Linked DNA regions of Bactrocera dorsalis: region 1 is linked to region 2. A link is a contact called in public Hi-C data. All regions are on one chromosome and are shown on one strand. The core of a region is the stretch at or near the end of the contact, and the rest is flanking DNA. Distances in the headings are between cores, read along the strand shown.

The links. Hi-C and Micro-C count contacts between places; a contact is called where the count stands out from the background.
Region 1: a contact with region 2 is called in a Hi-C map of whole body, with 6 times the contacts expected there. The contact joins the promoter of LOC105224902 here to the enhancer-like site in region 2. A contact is called at or near these places in 2 of 2 Hi-C or Micro-C datasets (both in whole body).

Annotation. Positions count from the first base shown.
Region 1 is chr4:68,951,974-68,958,131 of ASM2337382v1, forward strand. It overlaps LOC105224902 (mucin-17), which reads right to left and starts at 4,545. Exons shown (of 10, transcript XM_049455406.1): 1 at 4,126-4,545. The coding sequence starts at 4,321. LOC105225918 reads left to right here. Exons shown (of 9, transcript XM_019990137.3): 7 at 1,672-1,869; 8 at 2,731-3,428; 9 at 3,499-4,060. The coding sequence ends at 3,966. LOC105225917 reads left to right here and starts at 6,055. Exons shown (of 5, transcript XM_011204599.4): 1 at 6,055-6,158.
Region 2 is chr4:68,858,914-68,865,037 of ASM2337382v1, forward strand. All of the region lies in intron 1 of LOC105224905 (neuropathy target esterase sws), which reads left to right. Among protein-coding and RNA genes, the nearest start is that of LOC105224905, 4.6 kb to the left of the region's middle. Within about 2 kb of position 4,573, the one cell type or tissue checked has open chromatin away from gene starts, as enhancers often do.

The DNA.
Region 1 (6,158 bases), core at 3,295-5,794, 93 kb after region 2:
CATCTCAAATTATAAACCTTTTACAATATATTTGGAGAGATTTTTTGTAATATTTGAATAATTATAAACATTTGAAAATGATTATAAAATAATTGAGGAGATGCCTATACCCAATTCGAACAATTTACATCTCCTTGGTATTCAAAATTTTATGCGTGGTGTCGTGCGACGAAGAAACACTGATGATTTAACGAATTCTGGCAATATTTAATAATAATAATAATGAATATAATTAATTATGTGTTTATCTGTCGCATAAACTGAAGAAGACCCACTACAAACATAATTAGGAGTTTCATATAGTATCATAAAGTTATAACAAACCGAAAACGTAATGTTGAAAATTGTTATTGAGTAAACTCATTTTGGTATTTAATCCCACAACAAATTTTTTAAACAAGTGTAAAAATTAATAATTTTACGATGCGTTATGACAAGTTGGGAGTCCCCTGAATAGAAAACGTTTAGTGCTGGTTTAAACTTAAGCCTACACATAGTAGATAACATTGCTCTAATACAGAAGGTCCTTAGCTACTAATACAGCAAACACTGCAATAATTTCAAATAATCCTTTTTTTTATATGAGAAATCAAAAAACTTAATAAATTAACACAAAACACATTTTCGTCAAAAAAAAAAACAAAAATAGAGAGATCATTTGTGTATTAAAGTAACGATATGTATAAACTGTTATACTACAACGACTATCATATAACGGAAGTAGAAAAAAGTAGCATCCGATAGCGTTGATTACACAGAGGTGACTACATGCACATACATATTTATGGTTGCATGCATGTATGTACATATATAAAATCAAGTTGTTAGCAATTGCATTTGGTAAGACTAAATAAGAATTTAATCGTTTCTCATTTCATTTGCGCTGCACTTTCAAAATAATTAATATACACGCAATAATATATAGACATATGTACAATATATAATGCGGTAAGAGCCCGGCATTATATACAATTAAAGTAGACATATAAAACTAAGTAGTATATTGATTGGTAAACCTTTAATGAATTAAGCTTCCCTTACCTTATTATAGTTAACTACTTCTTGTCATTAACCTTGAGTTTTATGTTTTTTGCAAGATATACGGATTGAATATGCTATTTTACATTTTGATATTATTTTTGATTGTTTTCATCTACTTTGAAGTGTTTCATATATCACTGTTTATTTTGTCAACTATTCACAAAAAAAAGTTATAACGCAAAACACACAAGAATTCTATTGAATCTGTTTTTGCTGTTTGAGAATTCACTAACAGCTGATTACCGCACATACACGCATATGTCAGTAACAGCTGACTCCCTAGTTGGAGTTGCCACATAAAACTTGTTGGTCTTATTGGATTTTTGTCATGAAATCTGAAATTTTAAATTCACTTTTTCCAATTACCCACACAATATAGCATTATGTTACATAAATATATTAAAAATGTGTTTCTCACAAATAGATTACGAAACAATAATTAATAAATAACCATTCATTGAATGCAATTTTTTATATAAAATATATGTATTTCACATCGCAATTCCATCTTTACTTAAAATAACTATGAGACAACTGTAATAACTTTTAATTATTTAACTGACTCACACTTTTTGTAATCTTCGGATTATGCAACTGAAATTGTTTTAAATCTTTTCTCGCTCACAACAGATATTAACTTAAGAAAGCTTGTGAAGTTCAAGTCACTTGTTCTTACACTTGGAGCAGATGATAGTCGATTAGATGCTTACGTTCCCTTGAATAAACTACGCAAGGCCACTGTTTACAAATTGAAAGTGGTACCGGAATCCTTAAACGATGAGTACAGTGTATTCGTGCGCGCCGAACGTAAATCAGATATGTTTTTGGGTAAGTAACATCCAAAAGTCAACAAGTTTGTTTGTATGGAGCGTGTGATACCCGTTACTCTTTCACGTACAAGGTTCAAAATTCGACTAAATTAAAAAGAAGAGCGCAAACATTTGTGGAAGATTAGGAATCTATAAGTTTGAAAGAAGGTAGTCGGTTGAACTGACGCTAGTGCATACACATATGTTCACGTACATACATAGTATGTGTACTAATTTAGCATTAAAAGCTTGTCTGAGAAGAGGACTTGTGTGAATTTATGATAAGCTTATTATATTTCAATATGCAGTGATAACATATTCACCCAGTATTGACATGATTAAATGAGGACAGCGTGGAAATTTTGAAATAAAAGAGGAAATAAGTATATTATATTGGAATTAATAAAAAAACAGTTTCCAAATAAATAAAACTGCAAAACAGTTTGGAAACAACACATACATACATACATATGTACATAGTTATTTTTACAGCGACGTCAATTTAAGTCCGATCGCATAAATCAATGTTTATTACATGTACGAGTCTTTAGCTATTTCAAAATAAGCGAGAATTAAGCATTTTACAATGACGTAGTTTTGTTATTGTTTTTCAAGAATTAGAGATAAGGATGCACGTAACTTCCATAAAAATACATTAATACGTATGACTGAAATAAGTGGAATGCGCAAGTTCGACTTTCATACATCAATGATTGCTATTGAAATAATTATAATTTAAGCTTATAACCTTGAAGCCAGCGCAAGCCAAACTTTTTCCTCATTGAGGTTAGGGGAATGACATACTTAACATCAGTAAATAACAGACGTATTGCTTTTAACTTATTTTATAAGTTATATTTTATAATGTCATACTTTTCAGATGATCTCATTAAACGCTTCGATGCGTATTTGCTGAAGGATCGGAATACTTATCCTGTAAGTTCATATGGATCGCGCTTGCTAAGTTTATCGGAAACCTCACCTGGGAAAACTCTGAAAACACACAGTGATTTACGTTTTGGTAGCAATGCAGAACTACAAACAGCATCAGCTGAAGCAGAAGTAATAGGTAATTCGGATGTAACATTTCCAAAGGATGAAGTGGAGACATTCTCTGACAACGAAATACAAAGCAGTCGACCGATCATACCAACAAACAATACCGGAATGCCTACATCAGTCGTTAATGTAGATTATAAATATAACGGTGTGCCCCGTGGAACAACAGCCACTTTATTGCAACGCGACACAACTAAAATCGAAATGGGTCTACAATCACAACTACTTCTGGCTCCAGGCATGATGGGAACGCTGGAATTTGAGGTGACTAACACCCGCACCGAAGCAGTATATCACAATATACAGGTGATTGACGAAAGACGTTTTCTTTTACGTCTCAATCCGCAAAGTCTATTTTTGCGTGCTGGTGAAATGGCAAAAGTTGTCGTAACCGTTTTAATACCGAATGGCACCCCTCAAGGAACCACGGATAAAATTACATTCACCTGTCATGGTGGCGGTACGGCTACTCTATCTCTCAACTTGAAAGTGGTCAGTTCAACTACAGTTGATTTGCAGGTATATATATACATATATTAGATATACATATATAGAACACAATATTCTAAGCATTATACTTTTTGTACAGGATACGACAGCACCATCTATTTCGTGGACTTTTGGCAGTCGCTGTGATAACGTTAATGCACAGTCAACTGATTGCGCGGAACGCTTCTGGACACTAGACATAACCGCCCAAGATTGGCAGTCAGGCATATTACGTTTGCAGACTGTGCCTTCAAGTGGACTACTGTACCGGAATAGCTATACTGTTGCCTCTACAGAACCCTTGAAAGCTACGTATATAGCAACGTGTTGCGAACCAAAAGTGGCACTTACAGCATTCGATGTCACGGGCAATCAACGTTCATACAACGTAGATGTACGCGATCTTGTGCTCACTGAAGCTTCAATAGCTGCAATAGTGTTAGGCGCATTGCTGCTGCTTCTTTTAATAATTCTCTTAATTTGGGCAATTGTTTGGTGTTGTCGGAGACGTCAAGTTTCATTGGATCTGCCCACGTACCGCTCTCACTCCACACGTAGTATGGAGTAAAATGAGAAAGTCGGGGAAGTTATTTTAAAATGTACATACATATGTTTATATCCACTTTTAATCGAAATAAAGAACCAACCTTAGATGTCGTAAACGTATTGTATTGGTATCCCATTGTGTGCAACAAGTGCTTATGTTTAAGGTAAAGAAAACACTTACCTCGACTAATAGCCACCGGCGGTAATAGCAAAGGCTTATTAGGAAAGTCATCAAATGTTAGACCCGTAACAGAGGCGCTCAAAAGTGGGTTTTTTACAACAGCACTAGCTGTCGGAATTGTAGTCAACCCTGGACCAGCTGCCACAGCAGACGCAGTGGTTGGACGTGACGTGTCACCTTTCTGCTTCTCTGACATTCTTCACTGTTGCTGCCAAACGAGCTATTAATTCACCAATACTAATATTTTTTTATACTTTTACACACTTTTTTACGATGTTTAGAAGAGAAGGATCGAAAATTCAAAGCTAAATTGTAACTAAACCACCAAAAAAAACAATAAACTGAAGGTATTTATGAAATGCCAAAATCTTCCGTATGAAGTGCAAAATAGCAATAGTCAAACGAATAAGTATTTAGATTAAAGGGGTGTAAGGGATGCAAAATAGGGATGCTCGATGAACATCGATGTTCGATGATCATCGATGTTGAAAGCAAAAACATCGATGTTTTAATATCGATGTTGCCATACGAAAAAATATCGCAACATCGATGTTAACGGAATCAATCATCGATGTCAACTTACGGCCTCACGCACGACACGGACGTCCACCAAACCAATGCAACTTAGGAAACAAATTATGTCTTCTATGAACGCAGCCTCAAATCAAATTTTTTAGTTGTGAACTTCACAAACTGATTTGTGGCTGCGTTCACAATGTGAACGCGTCATTCCGGTCGTGCCCTTCATTCGTTCGCTCTTCGTGATTCATCTTGCACATTTACGCTCACTCCCACTTCTACATATTTGTTTGTTAATAAAAAATTGTGTTGTGCGTACCTATTTAAATTTACTGATTTGTTCGTATTCTACTGGTGTTGTGCATATATATATATTACATGGAGTACAACAATATGTAAGTTTTAAATGATTGAATTCTATCTAAATATTGAATTCATCTGTTTGCTTTTTGCGCATGCTTTAAAGGAAATTATTCTTTTTAAGGTTATAAATGCATATAAATTATAAATGAATAGAATTAAACATGCCGCCAAAAAGTCGCTTCTGGAAATTTTTTGAAAAACTTGAAAATATCGAAGCCAAATTAATCTAAAATTTTTAAATTGAATTTCAGCTTTTTATATTTTTATAAGATATTTGACAATCATATACTTACTTCCACATTAAACTGTGAAATTTATTATTTTATTTTTAAAGTTGTAATAACATTTATTTATAATTTGTACTTCATGTTTTCAAAGATATGAATAAATAAATTCATTTAAAATGAAATATGCGTTACGATTATTTAAAAATACAAGTATAACATCAAGAAAAACGTTTAAAATAAGTCGTAAATGTGCTATGCACACTGGCTGTGGCTTAATAAATTTCGAATTTTATAGATTGTGTTTTATTTCTTTGTCAATTATTAATGTAAAAAATTATCGATGGATCCAACATCGATGGATCCAACATCGATGTTCGGTTTTTGATAAATATCGAACATCGATGTTGAGCTTTCGATTATGACATCGATGTCAACATCGATGTTTTTTGAATATCGATCATCCCTAATGCAAATGCATTATTAGAGAGAGGTGAGACGGTAGCTTTCACTGACAGTTTGGTAAATTGATAAGCCTACAATTGTCAAATGATAAATAACAAACTACCTTAGCGGTGAAGTGATGCCGTACTATTGACAATATTTATACACTAACTCCGTTTTATTCTTTATAAAATATAAAATTCGTTTCGAAAAATTACAATTGCTCAGGGTATTTCATAAATATTAAAAAAAGTTTTAATATTTGTATTTTACTGGCCTTCTTTTCCTATCATTTCAAAATTTTGTGTAATTCCCAAATGTCAACGAGTTAAAAGATATATAAAAAAATAAAAAATATTAAAGAATATAAATAATTCCTAATTTATATCGGAGTACCAGCTGATTAACACAACGTGTTTTAGATTCAACCGCAACTAACTTCAGGATTCTTATGTACATATGTACGCGAAATATAAACATTAT
Region 2 (6,124 bases), core at 3,323-5,822:
TAGGATTGAAATTTATGTCCATAATATAATATGGACTTTACAGCACATTTCCACTCCTATTCTAAGCAATTAATTTTTTCTAGAATTTTTGTCTACTAATGACTATTCAATTTCAAGTCAACGCTCTGTTCTTGTCAAGAATTACACAAAATTTACATTTCAAATATTCTTTATCTGCTTTAAACATAAACATATGTATGTATATACAAATATGCATGACTTTATGCACATTAGCGATGACGAGGCCGTAAATGCGTTATCATAAAAATTAAAATGTTTCAGTTTTTCAATTAGGAGCTTACATTGTATGCTTATTTGCTCACACTCCCATATTCCTATATGTACTGATGTATTTGCTGGATAATTGTTTTTGAGTCAATATCAGCTTATGATCATGTGTAAACATTTTAAGCGTTCATGTATTATCTATTAACAGGAGTATAATACCTGTTTAACGCTCGGTTTCCGGTCACTCCCGTATTTACATATTATATTCGCGCATTAACTTAGACCTTATGATAACCGAGAGATTGCATAACTATACTAGGAAACTAAAACTTTAAATTAGTGTCCATTGTAACATTTAATAATGTATAAGTATATATTTTTCATGGATACAATATTTGCGTATACATATGCAGATATAAAGGCATTTGAAAACTTAACTGATTTTAAACAAAATTTTAACTAAAAAAACCTAATAAATTTGTGGGATAATGCACATGTGACCAAGGTTTCGCATTGGCGACGCTCACATGCCACACATGTCGTCCGGATTTCTTATCACTTCTATAATATATAACTACAAGTTTTGATTTGCTTCGCACATGTGCATATGCATATGTACATGCAAATGTATTTATATAAATTTACATGTGTGTTGTGATAATGTACATTTATAAATTTCTAATCCATTTTTTCTAATACTCTAATTCCAATCATAATTCTCATAAATAATACTGTCACAGTAAATATGAGTATTAGAGTTGAAGTAGTTTGAAACCATATGCACACAAAAAATATATGTATGTACGTATGTATGTATAACAATATGAAGGGTATATATGTATGCATGAATGTAAATATTTCAAAAAGAAACAGTGAAATTATATATGTACATATTTTTATTTTTTTCAACCAAAAGTTCCTGCCAATGAATGAATAAATGCATATGTACATACATACATATATGTAAATATGTTTGTAGCTAAGCAAACATCTACATACATATATTACAATTGTACCTCTCCAATCATTTAATTGACCCCAATATCCAGAGTAGTTATACGATTTGATTTTATACGATTTATGGCTATTGGCGAAATGTTAAAAGATAAATTTGGTGAATTTCATTTTATATTTTCTTTAATAAACTCACATACACTTACATATGTATCATTTTGTGCGAACTTGTAGTAAAGACAGACATAAGAACAAAAGTATACATCTTATTTGTATTAATTAATGAAATTTCGAAAATTCAAAAAAATTACAAACATGAATTTAGTGCGAAATTTTAAGATATTTGATATTTTTTATATTTCAATAGATAATATCTCTGAAAATAATATATTTAAATTTTAGATCGACATCTCAAAGAGTTTTTGAGTTACAGCATTATAAAATGTGACCGCTCAGTTCTATCATCTCGATTAGTTTAGCTTTTGACGCGTATTTCCTGAACATGATGTTTCAAATTTGGCCCAGTAAATGCTCAGAGACAAATAAACCGATCACTATAAAACCTTTTCTGTATATTCTTAATCCCTTAATCGGTCAAATTTTTACTTGGTTTCCATCGCTAGTCATTGTACTCCGCTTCTGGAGAGAATTAAAAATATTTTTTTTTTGTCAAAAATTTTATTGTGTGTTTTTAAATTGTGTATAAATATGTATAAAATATTATATAAACTGAAAATTAAAAAAAATTACAGTATTTGACAGTATTTTTTTTTTTAATTCAGAAAAATCACCCTTTTTGGCTGTCATACTAGGTGTGTCTCATAAAATTCCATTTATGTCATGTATTATACTAACCATATTTATTTAAATATTCAAAACCTAAAGGTAAACCCAAAAATAACGAACGATTATTTGAGTTCATTCAAATTATCTTAATCTAGGTATTCCGCCCTATATGCTCTATGAGGTGTGTCCCAAAAGTAGGTACCTTACCTTAATTGTTGTCAAAAATATTGTATATTTGCAAACCGATATTTATCAATGATTATGTCGTTCCCTTCAAACTAATTTCCCTCAAATATAATTTTATTTGAGCTAAGAGTAAACAAAATTAGTATACTTTATTGTGTATTGATATCAATTGAAACTTACCGATATTTATACCCAAGTAAGTTTGCCACGAAGTTTGTAACACATAGAAGGAAGCCTCTGAGACTCTATATAAAGGGTGATTTTTTAAGAGCTTGATAACTTTTTAAAAAAAAAAACGCATAAAATTTGCAAAATCTCATCGGTTCTTTATTTGAAACGTTAGATTGGTTCATGACATTTACTTTTTGAAGATAATTTCATTTAAATGTTGACCGCGGCTGCGTCTTAGGTGGTCCATTCGGAAAGTCCAATTTTGGGCAACTTTTTCGAGCATTTCGGCCGGAATAGCCCGAATTTCTTCGGAAATGTTGTCTTCCAAAGCTGGAATAGTTGCTGGCTTATTTCTGTAGACTTTAGACTTGACGTAGCCCCACAAAAAATAGTCTAAAGGCGTTAAATCGCATGATCTTGGTGGCCAACTTACGGGTCCATTTCTTGAGATGAATTGTTGTCCGAAGTTTTCCCTCAAAATGGCCATGGAATCGCGAGCTGTGTGGCATGTAGCGCCATCTTGTTGAAACCACATGTCAACCAAGTTCAGTTTTTCCATTTTTGGCAACAAAAAGTTTGTTAGCATCGAACGATAGCGATCGCCATTCACCGTAACGTTGCGTCCAACAGCATCTTTGAAAAAATACGGTCCAATGATTCCACCAGCGTACAAACCACACCAAACAGTGCATTTTTCGGGATGCATGGGCAGTTCTTGAACGGCTTCTGGTTGCTCTTCACCCCAAATGCGGCAATTTTGCTTATTTACGTAGCCATTCAACCAGAAATGAGCCTCATCGCTGAACAAAATTTGTCGGACGTAAAGCGCGAAACACATTTCGAACCGAACACTGATTTTGGTAATAAAATTCAATGATTTGCAAGCGTTGCTCGTTAGTAAGTCTATTCATGATGAAATGTCAAAGCATACTGAGCATCTTTCTCTTTGACACCATGTCTGAAATCCCACGTGATCTGTCAAATACTAATGCATGAAAATCCTAACCTCAAAAAAATCACCCGTTACATATGTATGTATGTATGTACATATACGTATACTTATATGGTCAGCGTGATGGGCTGTGTCGATTTAGACATGTTCGTCTGTGTGTTCATCTGTCTATATACTTATACCGAAACTGGTCCCTCAGTTTTTAAGATATCAATCTGAAATTTTGCACACGTGCTTTTCTCCCTCAAGCTTTTGCCGGCAGTTAAAGTTAAAGTCTTTTCTGTGCACAGTCGATTATTCCATTCAAAAATTGCATTCAAATGTTAAGAAACATTTCTGGCTAATATTAACATTCTCACATATTTTTTGCAGGCAATTGTTGTTATTTGCGTTAAATATTAAACAAAAAAGTTTGAATGTACATACAATAATATTCATAGTATAGTGCCACCTAAAACAAACATGCATTCGTTTATGGCAATTTATCGATAAATTGCACTCATAATTGCTAAACTAGTTTTTGGGGTCTCTCGGTGTTCATATTTACATAACTTCTTTTCCTTCTAACACGTTTCGTTTCAGCATTATAAAATACTTAAACTTGTTTTTCGCATTGGCGTTGTTTATTCACACGCCTACAAGTGGACGTGTTTTCGCTTTTCAAGTGTACTATTTGCTTACCAGAAGTGTTGTTGTTGAAAAATAGTTTTGTTTTGCGCGTTATGTAAAAGGTAAACAATATTTTCTGCGCACTCAATTACAAGCATGCACACTGCCTTACAAGAAACTCAAGCAAAACAAAACAAAACACAATAACAAAATCAAATATCAAGTGTTGATAATAATAATTGCAAGCCAAGTGCATTTTTCTCTAATTCCTTATTTAAAATCATTGTTTACTTCATATGTCATGAAAATCGTAATTGACTCGCACAGCGATTATACTTCGCCTACAAACATCTATGAGTGTGTATAAGTATGTATGTGCGAGCAACTTATGCACGCATTCGCACATAAATAGGTAAACAAAAATAAATCACTAACACCAACACACCTGCACTGAATGCAACTGCAACGGTCTGTCGGCAGCGCACGGAAATCGAATGGCAGCCCGGCCACTACACGAGGCATAACAACTCGCACCAACGCCAACAACAACGCCGCCCACGTCTTCCCCTATTTCAAGCATTAAACAAAACAAAATTCTGTCAACAACCCGCCCGCGCCTCAATGGCAATGCCAAGACGAAATTCTTTGGCGCTGCCGCGTGCTCTGCCGCTTTTATCGCGCTATTGTGTCTACGAGTGTGCCTGTAGTTGTGGCGCTGACGCTGCTGCTGTTGCTATTGATAGACCCCGGCGCCCACAGCGGTCTCAATGCTCATAGAAGTCAATCGTCACTTCTCGTCGTGACGCGTCAACGTCGTTATTCGTGCTGAGCGGTTGGAAGCTGGCTGCGGGGCCCGGTTGCCGAGCCCTCCGTGTGCGTTGTTATTGACTTTGCATCGTAGACACATAAATAACAATGCGGTACAAAAATATCCGACTGCTCGGAGCGTTTATGACGTATTTGCATTGCTCAGCGTTGCCAAACATATAACAGCGAGGCCTAGAATGTTGAATTATAATACTTTTTTGTTGTACACAGTATCATTAATTTCTAAAATCCGGAAATCTGTTGGTTGCTTGCATAATTAAATTAGAACCGCCGGTCAAAATGAGAATATATACATACGTACAAACGCATTTACATATCAAGCTCGTTTTTGTCGTGATAAGAGAAGCTGCTTTCGATTCAGTTCAAACTTGTTTACTTATGTAAATATTCTAAACTCTTACCCAATAAGCCAAAAGTGCGAGGTTAATTTTAAAAAACCTAAGTATGTACATATATGAAATTAAAAAAAGATGGGAGAAAAAGTCCTCGCCTTCTTCATGTTAGGGCGGAGTTCTCTTTTCTCTTCTATGGATACTGGTCGCTAATTTGCCATGCAGCCTATGTAGCACTTATGGTCAAAGCAAAGTTCCCAAGTACCGTGTACGAGTTGACGCAGGGATATCTCAGTGTCTTAACAAACTGGGCGGTCGGAAGTGGTCTCGCCCAAGTGAAACCGAAACGTTTTATTCACTAGAAAATATAAGATCCCGGCACCGCAAATCGGATATCCTCACACACTTTGACTGCGTTATAATTCAAAAAGACCCAAAAAAGTGGTGCTTAGGCTTCTTAAAGATTTTTGTTCTTTCTATGATAAACTCTGTGTTTGAAAGTAGTGTTTAACACCACAAAAGTTGTAAAATCGTCAATGAACTGGAGTTTGTAGTTCTGAGTGAACGTACTTTAATCAAAACTATAAATAAATTTCATTAAAGTTTACACACACAAACATATGTATGCATATATGCATATGTATATGCATATAAATATGTAAATACTTATGTACATATGTATATGTATGTATATCATTTGCATGTAATAAGTAATTCATATCGCAATATGCTTTCCTCTGTAAACTTTAGACATTGAGCATGCGTGTATGTACATATGTATGTATGTGTGTGAATTCTGCTTACGGAAGCCATTTGAATACGAACTGTGGAAATATAAATGCGTTTTAAAAACTAATGTCTAATGAAGTTTTGTGATTTACCAGTGCTTATACTATAAGTTTTTGCAACTAAAGTGATAAAATTTATGGAAAATATTGAAATTTAGTTGAATTGTTTAATAAATGCAATACGAGTATGTATAATCAGTTAGAAAATTTAGTAGGAATAATTAGTAATCGGATTGAGTGCCTGATGTAGAATATGCCGCATCACGGACACTAACTTTTTTCTTTTTCAA